Regions from separate parts of the Sus scrofa genome. Here regions 1, 3 and 4 are each linked to region 2. The links are chromatin contacts, called in public Hi-C and HiChIP or PLAC-seq maps. All regions are on one chromosome and are shown on one strand. Each heading gives the region's core, a stretch centred on a gene start, on an enhancer-like site or on the middle of the called end of the contact. The rest is flanking DNA. Distances are from core to core; before and after follow the strand shown. Region 1 overlaps RREB1 (ras-responsive element-binding protein 1). Region 2 has its middle 56 kb from the start of RREB1. Region 3 has its middle 160 kb from the start of LY86. Region 4 overlaps LOC110261768 (a long non-coding RNA gene).

Evidence for each region. Hi-C and Micro-C count contacts between places; a contact is called where the count stands out from the background. HiChIP or PLAC-seq counts read pairs in DNA pulled down with a chosen protein or histone mark.
Region 1: a contact with region 2 is called in a Hi-C map of skeletal muscle, with 5 times the contacts expected there. The contact joins two enhancer-like sites. A contact is called at or near these places in 1 of 5 promoter capture datasets (liver), 4 of 47 Hi-C or Micro-C datasets (liver and skeletal muscle) and 2 of 2 datasets of contacts at active chromatin or transcription factors (alveolar macrophages and skeletal muscle).
Region 3: an H3K27ac HiChIP or PLAC-seq map of skeletal muscle shows a contact between it and region 2. The contact joins two enhancer-like sites. A contact is called at or near these places in 4 of 47 Hi-C or Micro-C datasets (epiblast stem cells, heart right ventricle, liver and 1 more) and 2 of 2 datasets of contacts at active chromatin or transcription factors (alveolar macrophages and skeletal muscle).
Region 4: a Hi-C map of liver shows a contact between it and region 2, with 10 times the contacts expected there. The contact joins two enhancer-like sites. A contact is called at or near these places in 2 of 47 Hi-C or Micro-C datasets (epiblast stem cells and liver) and 1 of 2 datasets of contacts at active chromatin or transcription factors (alveolar macrophages).

What each region holds. Positions count from the first base shown.
Region 1 is chr7:4,591,126-4,593,963 of Sscrofa11.1, forward strand. All of the region lies in intron 6 of RREB1 (ras-responsive element-binding protein 1), which reads left to right. Among named protein-coding and RNA genes, the nearest start is that of RREB1, 80 kb to the left of the region's middle. Within about 2 kb of position 1,371, at least 17 of the 83 cell types and tissues checked have an H3K27ac peak or open chromatin away from gene starts, as enhancers often do. A contact at or near this core is called in liver and skeletal muscle, where this site is marked.
Region 2 is chr7:4,454,645-4,457,448 of Sscrofa11.1, forward strand. No RefSeq gene overlaps it. Among named protein-coding and RNA genes, the nearest start is that of RREB1, 56 kb to the right of the region's middle. Within about 2 kb of position 1,332, at least 42 of the 83 cell types and tissues checked have an H3K27ac peak or open chromatin away from gene starts, as enhancers often do. A contact at or near this core is called in liver and skeletal muscle, where this site is marked.
Region 3 is chr7:4,271,691-4,274,553 of Sscrofa11.1, forward strand. No RefSeq gene overlaps it. Among named protein-coding and RNA genes, the nearest start is that of LY86, 160 kb to the left of the region's middle. Within about 2 kb of position 1,436, at least 44 of the 83 cell types and tissues checked have an H3K27ac peak or open chromatin away from gene starts, as enhancers often do. A contact at or near this core is called in skeletal muscle, where this site is marked.
Region 4 is chr7:4,298,573-4,301,272 of Sscrofa11.1, forward strand. LOC110261768 (a long non-coding RNA gene) reads left to right here. Exons shown (of 4, transcript XR_002346278.1): 4 at 1-2,700. Among named protein-coding and RNA genes, the nearest start is that of LY86, 190 kb to the left of the region's middle. Within about 2 kb of position 1,424, at least 12 of the 83 cell types and tissues checked have an H3K27ac peak or open chromatin away from gene starts, as enhancers often do. A contact at or near this core is called in liver, where this site is marked.

The DNA.
Region 1 (2,838 bases), core at 121-2,620, 140 kb after region 2:
CTCTGCTTTACCAACAGGGCATAGCAAAACCTCATTCAGAACTTGTGCTCAAACGCAGTGAGTGTTTGTGGGAGCATTTTGAAGGCTTGTAGGGTACCATGGAAGTGTGCTGGGTCGGGGGTCTTTCTGAGTTGGTGCTTTCAGAGCTGAAGGCACCCCTGTGATCACCTTCGAGAGGTGAGCACTCCGAGCTGTGTGACCCTGGCAGGTTCATTGACCTCCCTGTGTCTTGGTCACTTCATCTGTAGAAGGCGGTGCTACTGTGCCAATTGGAACATTGCAGGGGATTCATGATTTAACACATGCCAAGCACATAAGATAATGGTTAGTTAACTAGGACTTAGAAATAAATTTAAATAAATGGTCATTAATGTCGTTGTTCTTTGTGCCACTGAGGGAAGGTGTAACGGCTGAACAGTCATATAATGCCAGAAAATGAATGAAGAAGTTATTTTTCCCTTTGTTCTTTCCTAGATTAAACTGGTAATTTAAACATCAAAACTTTATTTAGAATATTTGAGTTGATCACACTGCCTTTATTTCATCTTCTCTGTAGAAAATCGCAAACAATGCGTTAAAAGAGCACTTGGTTTTCAGTCCTCAGTCGCAATCAGCACCACCTTCCCTTGTTGGTGAAACTGTGCTTTTGGAAAGAAATGTGTATAAAAATGTGAAAACACTTACAAAAATGTGCCAGAGAGAGTAGAGTTAGATTTATTTGTCCTGGTGGATCTGTTCCAGAATCTGATACTCCAGTGGTGAGCTGTGATCTCTCCTGAGCAAATACCTGTGTTACATTAATCAGGGGCCAGAGCCCCGCTGGGATGTGTGTGCAGGAATTAAAAAGAAGAGTGAGGGCCCGAGTCTGGAGTAGCTGCATCCTTGTTTGATTTTTCTAGGCGTGAAAGGAAGTCAGTGGACTGTGTGTTTGCTGCTCAAAACCAAGAAGTTCTGTGTCTCATTTTCCTTCTGCTGCTGCTGCTGCTGCTTTCAAGATCTGTGGCAGCAGCTGGGACTCTTGAGCCGGGAGCCGATGGCCAGGGCTGGGCACCTACCCCTAGGGCCCTGTTCTGCCTTCACTGTCACCTGCCCTGGGCCCCCTTACCTGTGACAGGACTCTGTGCTGAGTGTCAGTCCCTCCCCTCAGGGCTGCAGGACCCCTCTGTGATGTGAGTCCCTGTAGTGTGGACTTGTAGGTCGGGTTCTCCGAGGCCTAATCGCACAAGGCTGGTCCAGTGCCCCTGCCCTCAGCCCCCGGCTCACCCCGTTCTCAAGGTCATCTACACGAGCCCAAGTGCCGTGTGCCTGCGTATGTGTGCACGCACTCAAGTTTCCTGGCTGAGCCCCGCCTTGCCCGTGTTTACTGCCCAGCGGCGTGCTGGAGGAGGCAGATCTGGACTCCACCCCAGATTTTGGTTGCTTTAACCCCTAGAGGGCTTCACTATGCATCTCACAGTGTGGACCTCGAGAGCTGCATCCTTCTCCATTTCCAGTTATTCCTAGCTGATGAGGAGATACTCGTTGCAGCTACCCACTTTATAAAGCAACTCTCTCTCCTTTGGCCACGAGTCATTTTATGAGAGTTCATTTGTTGTCTTTGTTTATGAGGCTAATCAGTCCTTCTGTAGTGTTTCCTTCACTGTCGTTTTATGAGAGGACCGTCAACCAGTAGAACCGTCATATTTATTTAAAAAAAAAACATTTCACAGAATCAGGTAGCAGATCAAATTACGTGTGGTCACGTTGATAGTTGCAGTGTAGCATTAATAAGCCCATTACCTACACTGCACACAGAGTTTAAAACTTCGTTCGAAGGCAAGTGTGGGGAGTTGCCATCCTGGCTCAGCGATGAACGAAACCTGACTAGGATCCATGGGTACATGGACTCCATCCCTGGCCTCGCTCAGTGGGTTAGGGATCCGGCGTTGCCATGAGCCGTTGTGTAGGTTTTAGGCAAGGCTTGGATCCCAAGTTACTGTGGCTTTGGTGTAGGCCAGCAGCTACGGCTCCAGTTTGACCCCTAGCCCTGGAACTTCCACATGCCACACGTGCAGGCCTAAGAAGACAAAAATAAATAAATGAATAAATACATGCAAGCAAGTGTAAAGTGTAACAGAATCACTTTGTTGTGCAGCAGAAATTATCACCACTTTGTAAATCAGTAAATAAAATGCCACCAAAACTTTACAAATGTAAAAAAATAAAAAGGAATTGTATATTTGGTAAATAGGGAGACTTAGAGTGATGCCAGTTCCAGCTTATTTTGAAAAAGTTTGGAGGAGAGACCGTCTCAATTTAGTATCATATCCGGTATAGTTTTTCAAGTTGCCACATCCCTGTCTGCAGATTCTCATGTTTTTGAGGTTTGAAAATCCTTTATCCCAAACCTTTCTAAATAGCCTAGTTCCTGAGCAGAATAATAGGCTGCCATCACAGTGCAAAACACGTATCATGGAAACATCCCCGTGGCTCCGGCTTTTAACTTCCCAGAACTCCTTATCAGTCTGCTCCCATGTTGAAAGTTTGGATTGAGCCGTGCTTGTCTTCCAAAACAAACCTGGGAAACTGAGCCAGGGCCCGCCCTCTGGGAGCGTGCAGTGTAGGAAAAAGGGCACTGAGCTTTGCAGTTTGCACAACTTTCCAGAAAGTGCCAGACGGCAGAGCTGTGAAGAAGTGATGATACTTGAAAGGATTGAAAGGGATCTCATTTGGAAAGAATCCAATCTCTGAAATGGGTCTTTTTCTTTGGAAAATCGTAATTATAAAATAGGGAATTAACATCCATTTTGCTCCTCATCTTAGGAACTGTGGACTTTGGAGCTGTGCAGGGGGTCGTGG
Region 2 (2,804 bases), core at 82-2,581:
CCTGATTCCCTCCGTAGGTATCTGAGCACATTCTCGAAAAGAGGCAGCATTCCAGGAGGGCGGGTGTGGCGAGTCAGGTCTTTCTCGGGAGAGGCAAGACAGTGGACAGCAGGCCCCCGGGGTCTGCAGATACTGAAGTTCTGAGATGGGGCCTGCCCCGCCTTCATCCCGACTCAGTCTGGAAGGTCAGTTTACTGAGATGCCCTGACCTCCTGCTCCCGTAGCTATTCTAAAGCAGCACAAGTTAGCCACACTCTTTGTCCCTGGAGCTCAGGAATGGTGCCCCCAGAGAGTGCCAAGGGCCTCCTCTGTGCCGCCTGCCTTGGAAAACGCTGGCACGGTGTGTCGGCAAAGAACTGCATCCCCTCAACGACCACCAGAAAGTGTGTACAGCGATCTGTCCCTCTAGAGCAGAAAGAAAAGAAAAGAAAAGGCAAGGCTGTGACCTGCTCATTATCAGCTTCCAAAGCCGAGTGGAAGTTTAACCAACTTCAAAGAAAGGAAAGTACACACGCACTAAGCCCGGAACTGTTTGAGGACTTTCCACTTTTTAAGGCGCTGGAGCGGGATTCTGGAGCAAAGGGCAGCTGCGATTATTCCAGAAGTCCTGTCATAGATGGTGTAACATTACCTCTGCCCACTGGGATCTTATCAGCCACGTGGTGCCTGCTCTATTTTGAGACCCATCTGAGCCTGCTACCTGCGAGGTGGGTAGGGTAGTGTTGGCAGGTCAACCGCCACTGACAAGGGCTGAACTTGTCTCCTCGGGTCAAGAGCAACCGTCAGAGCAAACTGTCTCGCAGCATCTGAATTTGTGCTTGGAAATCCTGCTGTTTCTTCAACATGAAATGGACAGGCCCGGTGTCAACTGCGGCTATGAAACCAAATCAACCGACGAGGGGACTCCCCCCACCCCCCAGGGCTTGAATCTCTGGGTTATTTGGGCAAGAGGACAAGCGGTATTAAAAGACGGAGCTCTCTCCGCAGGGCAGGGAGGAGAGCTGAAATCCCAGCAGGCAGGCAGGCAGGCCCCGGGCGCCCAAAAACCCGGCTGGCTCTCTTGGTCTCCGGCATGGCAGGTCCTGGCTTCCCTCTTTGCCACTGGCAGGCGGCCAGTTCTCGGGGCTGAAGCTCACGCTCTATTTTCAGCTATTTCCAGAAAGCACGCCGCCTCGCCGAGGGATGTGAGCTGTCTTGAGACGCAGGGTCCCCGTCTTCCCATTGTCCTGTCCCCTCACCCTGCTCCGCCCCAGCCACAGGGCCAGCTCGGGGCTTGCCTGCCACTCAGCACTCGGCCCTCTGCGGGGCTGCCTGGCAGCTTCCTCAGACCCAAAAACCGCTGTTTCTGGCCTTGGTAGGACCCGCCCCTTCCTCCCAACTCCCAGATGTAAGTGGCTTCCTCTTATTTCTGTTCCGAGGGAGTGATGACACGTCGGTAATGCATGGCAGTCATTAGAAGATGCCAGCCTGTCCTCCTGCCTCCGTGTGGGCTTTGTCTTCTGAGTGAGAGGGGGAAGGGTTTATTTCTGGCAGATGATCCCGCTGGATTTAAAGTAGGGGTGGTGAGGACGGCTTTATCTCCATCCAGCTCAAAAGGAGAGGTGCACCGAGAAAGGCGACCCGATGAGGTCCTCGGCCAAGGGGGAGACGACCTGGGGTCCTGAGAAGGCTTTAGGTGGCGAGAGAATGAGTTCCACATCCAGGGACCCATGAAGTGCCACCAGGAAGATGCCCCATTTTGCAGCCCCCATATGTGTGGAAAAGTGGGACCTTTCTGCTTCCGTGTGTCATTGCCGACCTCAAAGCTTTTGTGTGCAAATCCTCTTAACCTCTACTCCAACAATAAATAACCTCCCTTTCTGCAGGAAATCGGGGACGCATTTGCCTCAAAAAGAATTTCCCTCCCCTTTAAGGCAGCAAGACCTAAGTAAGTCTTTCACAATCCCCCCCCCCTTTTTAATGACTATTCCTAGAAGTAAAAAGTTAGAAAGGCCAGAATAATTAGGTTAAGGCATCACTAGCCCCGTGCCATCTGCGCTTAGAATGTGCAGATGATGTTGTTAAGAGTTAAGCCACTTACTGCCCTCCCGTTGGCTGGGAAGTGATAAAGGAAGAAGTGACTAATGATGGATGGTCAGGGGAAACAGCTGTCGTTATTTTGGTTCAGTTTACAGCAATTCTTGCCTTTCTAAAGATAAGAACAGGCAGGTGCTGAAGGCATTAGACCAAGAGCTAGTCGAGAGGCCCCACAAGTTTAAACTCCCCTCTGAGAAAGAAAGTGAGTGATCTTGCTGGTGAAGGGTTGGGAGTCCAAGACCTAGTCTCAAATCTTAACTCTGTCACTGAAATGAATTACGGAACCTCTTCCAGTGTCACATTCCCCATCTGCAAAATGGAAGAAGAGTCGTTGCCTGGTGGGACTGCTGTAAAGATGAGCAGAACATGTCAGGCGCAGAGCAAGGGCTTAGGAGTGGCAACTAATGACTGGAAAACAAACGATATGAAGAGGATTTGCTAATGAACAAGACTCCTCCAACTAATCCCGCCTCCAACAATGACCGGGGAGCTCGGCGTGTCCCCCTTCACCTGGGGACCCACTCCATGAAAATGCCATCTGCTGGCTTGCTTGCTGTAGTAATCCAAGCCTAGACTCCCTAAGACAAAGGAAGCAAGCAAGCAAGAGCTAGGGAGGGGAAGGAAGAAGGAAGAGAGGGAGGGAGGAAGAGAATTCCCACTGTGGCTCAGTGGGTTAAGAACCTGACTAGTAGCCATGACGGTGTGGGTTCAATCCCTGGCCTCGCTCA
Region 3 (2,863 bases), core at 186-2,685, 180 kb before region 2:
CTGTGAAGATGAGCAGCGCTAGATGTGCCACAGGAAAGAAAGAGGGAGAAACGGACAAGCGTGTGAGCCAGTGACCAGCCCCCCAGGTTTGCCCAAGACTAAGGGCTTTCCCGGGGCAGTTTCATTGCTCAGGCTGGGAGAGTCCCTGGCAAATGGGACGGCTGGTCAGCCCAGTCATTCATGACATCCAGGACCTCAGAAGTGGCTCAGAAACCAAAGTGACCCTTTTGGGGAAGCTACTTAACTTCTCTGAGCCTCAGTTTCCTCATCTGTAAGATGGGCATAGACCTCACAAGAAAAGGATCAAACGCACGGAGCACTCCTCCAGCAGTGCCCGTCGCCCTGTGAGCCTCTCAGATGTCACCGTCAGGCCCTGGAGGGGCTCTGGGCCCCGAACCATCGGCCCCCGGGGGCAACCCCACCCACTGCCAGCCGCAGCCCCCGCTGCTCACAGAGCCTCAGAGCCTCATCTGTCCAGCCGGTTCGGGGCGGGGGAGGCTAATGCAGTGACAGAACCTTGCTTTTCGGGTCCAGACCCTCAGGCCCCCTCCCCTCTGCGAGTTCACCCTCTCCCAGTCTTGGGGAAGAAGAAAAAGAAGAAGGAGCCAGCTGGCTCAGAAGACTTTGCCTGGACTCCGCTGACCAGGCCTTGCGGGTAAAGGCGGCATAATTTCTGTGTCAAAGGAAGCGATCCGGATGTTAAGACTCAGACCGGCTGGAAAACCCCAGACCCTCCGTTCCTCACCACCAGACAAGGAAGTCTCAGCTGATCAATGGTGGAAGGTTCTCGGTGAGGGAGGCAGGGATGGGCAGGCCAAGAAAAGAAGTGACAGAAGCGTCCCGGCCTCGGGGCCTCAGCGCAGGGTCTGAAAGGCTGATGGCCAGCGCACCTGTTCCCCCCGTGATGTCTACAGGCATGGGGTGAGGTGGGCAGGCATTGTCCTTTGGTTGGTAGAGGGCACACAACCCAGCATCTCCTATAGAACATCAGGGGCCCCCATCTCACTTATGGTGACCTCTGAACCCAGCTGGGGTCAGAGCAAAGTCCAAGCCACACCTGGATCCTGCTGCCCCGCTGCCGGGGCCCAGGGTGTGTTCCTGGCTTCCCCTCCCAGGCCCTGCCTGTCTGGCCCCACGGAAGAGGAACCGTGGTCTCAAAGCCTTTACATGAAGGTCAGTGGCTCGGATGTTGCTATTTTTTAATGTTTATTGAATGCCCAAGGCATGTGAGCCCGGGGAGAGAGCAGGGGTGCACAGAGTGGGAGGGGCGGGGGGGGGGGGGGGGAACGCTCTGCAGATAAACACATGTGTGCATTCCAGAGCTCTGAGGGAAGGTACCCCAGCCCCCTGCGGGAGCGGCCTTGCCCACACTGTCACCTTCAGGGCCGTTCCAGAAGTTTCCACTCCAGGGCTTGGCGACAGGAGGAGCCAGAGCCTGAGGACCTCCTGGCTGCCTCTGCGGTTCAGCCACCAGCCCCAGCCTGCCGCCACTCCCCCTGCCTTGCTCTGCTCCCAGGCCTCTCCTGGCTCCCTTCACTGCGGGCGCTCAATAAAGAACAGCTGGAGGCAGGGGGCGGCCCTCCGTGGTCTTCCCAGGCGCCCTAATCTGGGACTCCACCTGTTCTTCCCCCAGGCTACGGGGTGGGGATTTAGTTTGAGTCAGGAGGAAAAGCCATCACCTTTGGGAGAGGCCTGGGGGTGCAGGGGGAGGGGCCGGCAGAGCTAGGGGTGCAGGGACCAGCCTGGAGAGATGCCGTCCTGGGTTTCCACGCCTTGAACCTTCCAGCTCACCTCTCCACCTGCCCCAGGGGTGCACTCACCTCCTGGGCACAAGGGAAACACACCCGGGGGCGGGGAGGAGCTGGCAGCCCCCGAGCTTTCTGGTGTATAGACTAACGGCTCTGGGTTCACACGCCGCTCTACCCCGACCTGGGTCAAGTCACTTCTCCTCTGCATCTTCGTTTTTTCACCTGGAAAGTACAGGGCTGGGGTGGGAAGGCTTTGCACCGCTCCTTCCAGCTCCCGGATTCAGCCACGTGGGCGGCGGAGGAGGGTGTGACGGGAGGGCCGCCGGCGGGAGCCTCCCGTGAGAAACGCTCGCTCAGGTCTCATTACTCATCTCGCGAGGCCACATCCCCTGGGTTGGGCACCGAGGCCCCACCCCCCAGGCCTTCATCCTTCACTTGCCAGTGACTCACGGCCCTGGGGACAGGGCATCATGAGCGCCCCTGCCAGCCAGCGCCCCGCGCCCCATCCCCAGGAGCCGCTGCTGGGAGCTGCCGGGCCGTCAGCTGTTCCTGAGCCACAGATGCTCCTTGAGTTACCAACCCGAGAGGACATGGAAAATGAAACAGGAGATGCGGTGAGCGGGGCCAGAGGGCTCCCGGGCGGCTGTGGAAAGACGGCCCAGCCAGAGTGACCGCGTTCTGTATTGGTTCTCTCGGGAAGACTTATATGGTTAGGAAAAGAGCCTCTTCCCATCACAAGACACAGCCCTGCTTTTCCGCAGCTCCACCAAAGCACCACCCCACCAACTGCAGACGTTGCCAGGCCCCAGAAGTGCCTGACAATGGCATGTCAGCGTCACAGCTATTTTTCCCCAAGCGCCTCACAGGAGGTGGGGAGCAGAGCCGCAGCGAGGCCCCCCCACGGCAGGGGAGTGTTCCCAGGGCCACCCAGCCGGCCACTCAGCAAGCAGGTGGCCTTCCTGGAGCCCAAGCCATGCGGCCTCTGCCCAGGGAAGCAGTCAGGGCAGCCGGGCCTGGGATATTTTCAGAAACATAGGGAATTAGGTCCCCCCCTCCGCCACAGCCCCAAGCATTCCCACCACTCTGGACATGGGGGAGCAGCCGGGCGGTGAGAC
Region 4 (2,700 bases), core at 174-2,673, 160 kb before region 2:
AAGAGGAGGGATTTCAGAAGAACATGGCATAGGCAAGGACAGAAATGTGGGAAGGAAGCGAGAGCACTTTTAGAGAAGGGACTAATCTCGTCTGACCAAAAAAAAAAAAAAAGACATGTAGAGGTAAAAAATAATAATAATAATTTTTAAACATTTAAAGGTTTTTAAAAACTTTTAACAATTAAAATTTTTTTTAATGTCTTAAAGTACATACAGAGAAAGAGTAAGAGATGAGCTGGAAAGGCCACTTGAGTCCGGCACTCAGGAGGCTGAGAGGTCTGGCCCTGACCCTGCAGGCAGTGGGGGCACAGGTGCAGGCGCAGAGCCACTGGCCTGGGTCAGCCCTCTGCTGGAGCCCGCCCTGCCAAGAAGAGAGGGGCACGGTAAGGCTCCCAACTCCATCTGACCTTAAAATCACCCAGGATCATCTTTAAAAATGACCAGATGATCGATCATAGTTAACATACTCAGTGGGTCCCACCACAAATCTCTAGAATCCAAAACTCCTGGTGATTTTAATGACATGCCATTTGGAAAACTTCTACTTCTGGCTAAATCATTCCCCAAAGAAAGCATAACGATATCTGCAGGAATCCTTGGAAATTATTCATGCCCCACCACTTCCTCTAGTCTGTCTTGTCTGTGCAAATGCAGCTAGTCCACAGCAGAGATCTGCAGCTTGGCTGTCCAGCAACTCCTTTCTCCTATAACCATCCCCAGATCCCTACAGATCACCTGCTGCCCCATTCTCAGCCCACTGGCTTTGGGTAGAGGCAGCTGGCAGGGAGTGGATCGTATGACCTGGGTTAGCCAATCAGTAGATGATACACTCTCCTGGCCGTATGATTGGTTCAGGGGCAGGCTGTTGGCCCAATCAGAGGCTCTGAGGCTTTGCTTGGGAATCGTAAGCCAATCATCTTCGCTTTTTGAATCCAGCATTCCCCCCCCCACACACACACACACCTTGAGAGCAGCTGGCAGCCGTCCTGCAAAGGGAGAGCCCTGACTCAGAAAAGAAGTCACACCAGGGCTGGGCTCTATCACCTGAGGCTTGAATACAATCTCACCTCAAGCCACACCCCGTGTACTCTGGACTCCTTGGTTACACCAGCCGGCATATTCCGTTTTGCTAAGCCTATTTAGATCAGGCTTCATGCCAGTTGCAACTGAATTATCACTGATAGAAGGTACAGAGTCTTTCAAGTACAAGGAAAGCAGGTACCCTTAGTCATCTTCAAAGGAAGCTGTCCTCCTGAGACAGAGGCAGACTGCTGGCACCTTGAGCTCATTTCAAAAATTCTTTTGGAAGCTTCTAGAGACAGCAACGAAAATGGTTTCTTTGTTAGGCCAAAGAACCTCTCTCTTGATGATGCAATAATTCCATCTCCCTGTGTGTGGTGACTGGGCAATGTGTTTAAAGGACACACGGTAAAAATCTTCTTTATATTATCTAAGCATAAAGAGTTCTGCAAAAATCAGGAAGAACTGTGCTGGCTGGGACCTGGAAAGTCAGTTCCTGGGTGTCCTCCTAAGGGGTCTATCAGTGTGACTGATGGTTTATGTGAACATATGTCAGACACAGCACCTGCTAACAGGACACAAGTCTGTTTGCTTTTCCCTTTGAGACTTTGCAAAGCAACAAACCTGGGAGAAACTTTTTGAATTTCCATGTCACAGGTGAGGAAAAGAGGAAGGAAGAAAAAGAAAAACGAGAGAGAAAGGACCCAGACAGGAGAGTCTGGGAGTCATTTTCTCTGTTCTAATTCTGGCAGCGAGCCCCTTCCTTTCCCCAGACCACCTCAAGGAGAGTTCACCGGACATGTAGGTGCAGATAAATAGCCTGCCCTCTGACAGGCTTCTGGCAAAAAGACTTTCATTTTTGTGTTTAAATTTCAGGACTAAGGAGACTGATGCTTTATTATCCAAAAAAACTCACCTGCCCAGACTTGGTACTTTCTGACAAATAACCTAAGACAAACCCATGTCGTATTACTGTCTGGACTCTAAAGAGTATTTTGAAGCCCCTTCGAGTGGTATCTGCACTGTAAGAAAAAGAGCAGTGAGGGTTATTCCCAGGCTAACATCAGCGGTGAATTTCCCTGAAGGCTCTCTGTAACCATGCAGTGTTCCCCCCGACACCCTGAAGGGCCGCTGTGAAGGCCAGCGAGTACCACCAAGGTTCAATCCCTGACACCCTCACCAACCTTCAGGACTGAGAAACGTGTGTTCGGCTTGCTGAACATTTCAAAAGCCTCTACCTCTTCCAAGGGAGCGAGCCGGGGAGAAAAGCATTGATACCAGGACCAGAATCGAAGGATAGATTCTACAAACTCCAAACCAAATCCTTTGTCCATCGAGTCATCCATTCAACAAATACGGGTTGAGGTCCTCCTGGGTGCCAGCCCCAGTCTCGCGCTGGAGGTAAAACACCAAGCAGGCCAGTTAAGTCCCAAGGAACTTCCACATTCGAGAGAAGGAGGATGATAAAAACAGGTGAAAAATGCCTGGGTACTGGAATAGCAATAGCCTAGCACGTTAGGCAAAACTAAAGCCGAGCGGGGACGTTGGGGTCGAGAGAGGTCATAGGCCTGGAGTGCTCAGGTGATGCGAAGAAAGGCCCCAGTGTGGCGGTTCTGAGCCGAGCAGCCCAGGGGGAGGAAGGGGCCAAAGCCTGCGGGCGGTGGGGGCCAGGTTTGGAGG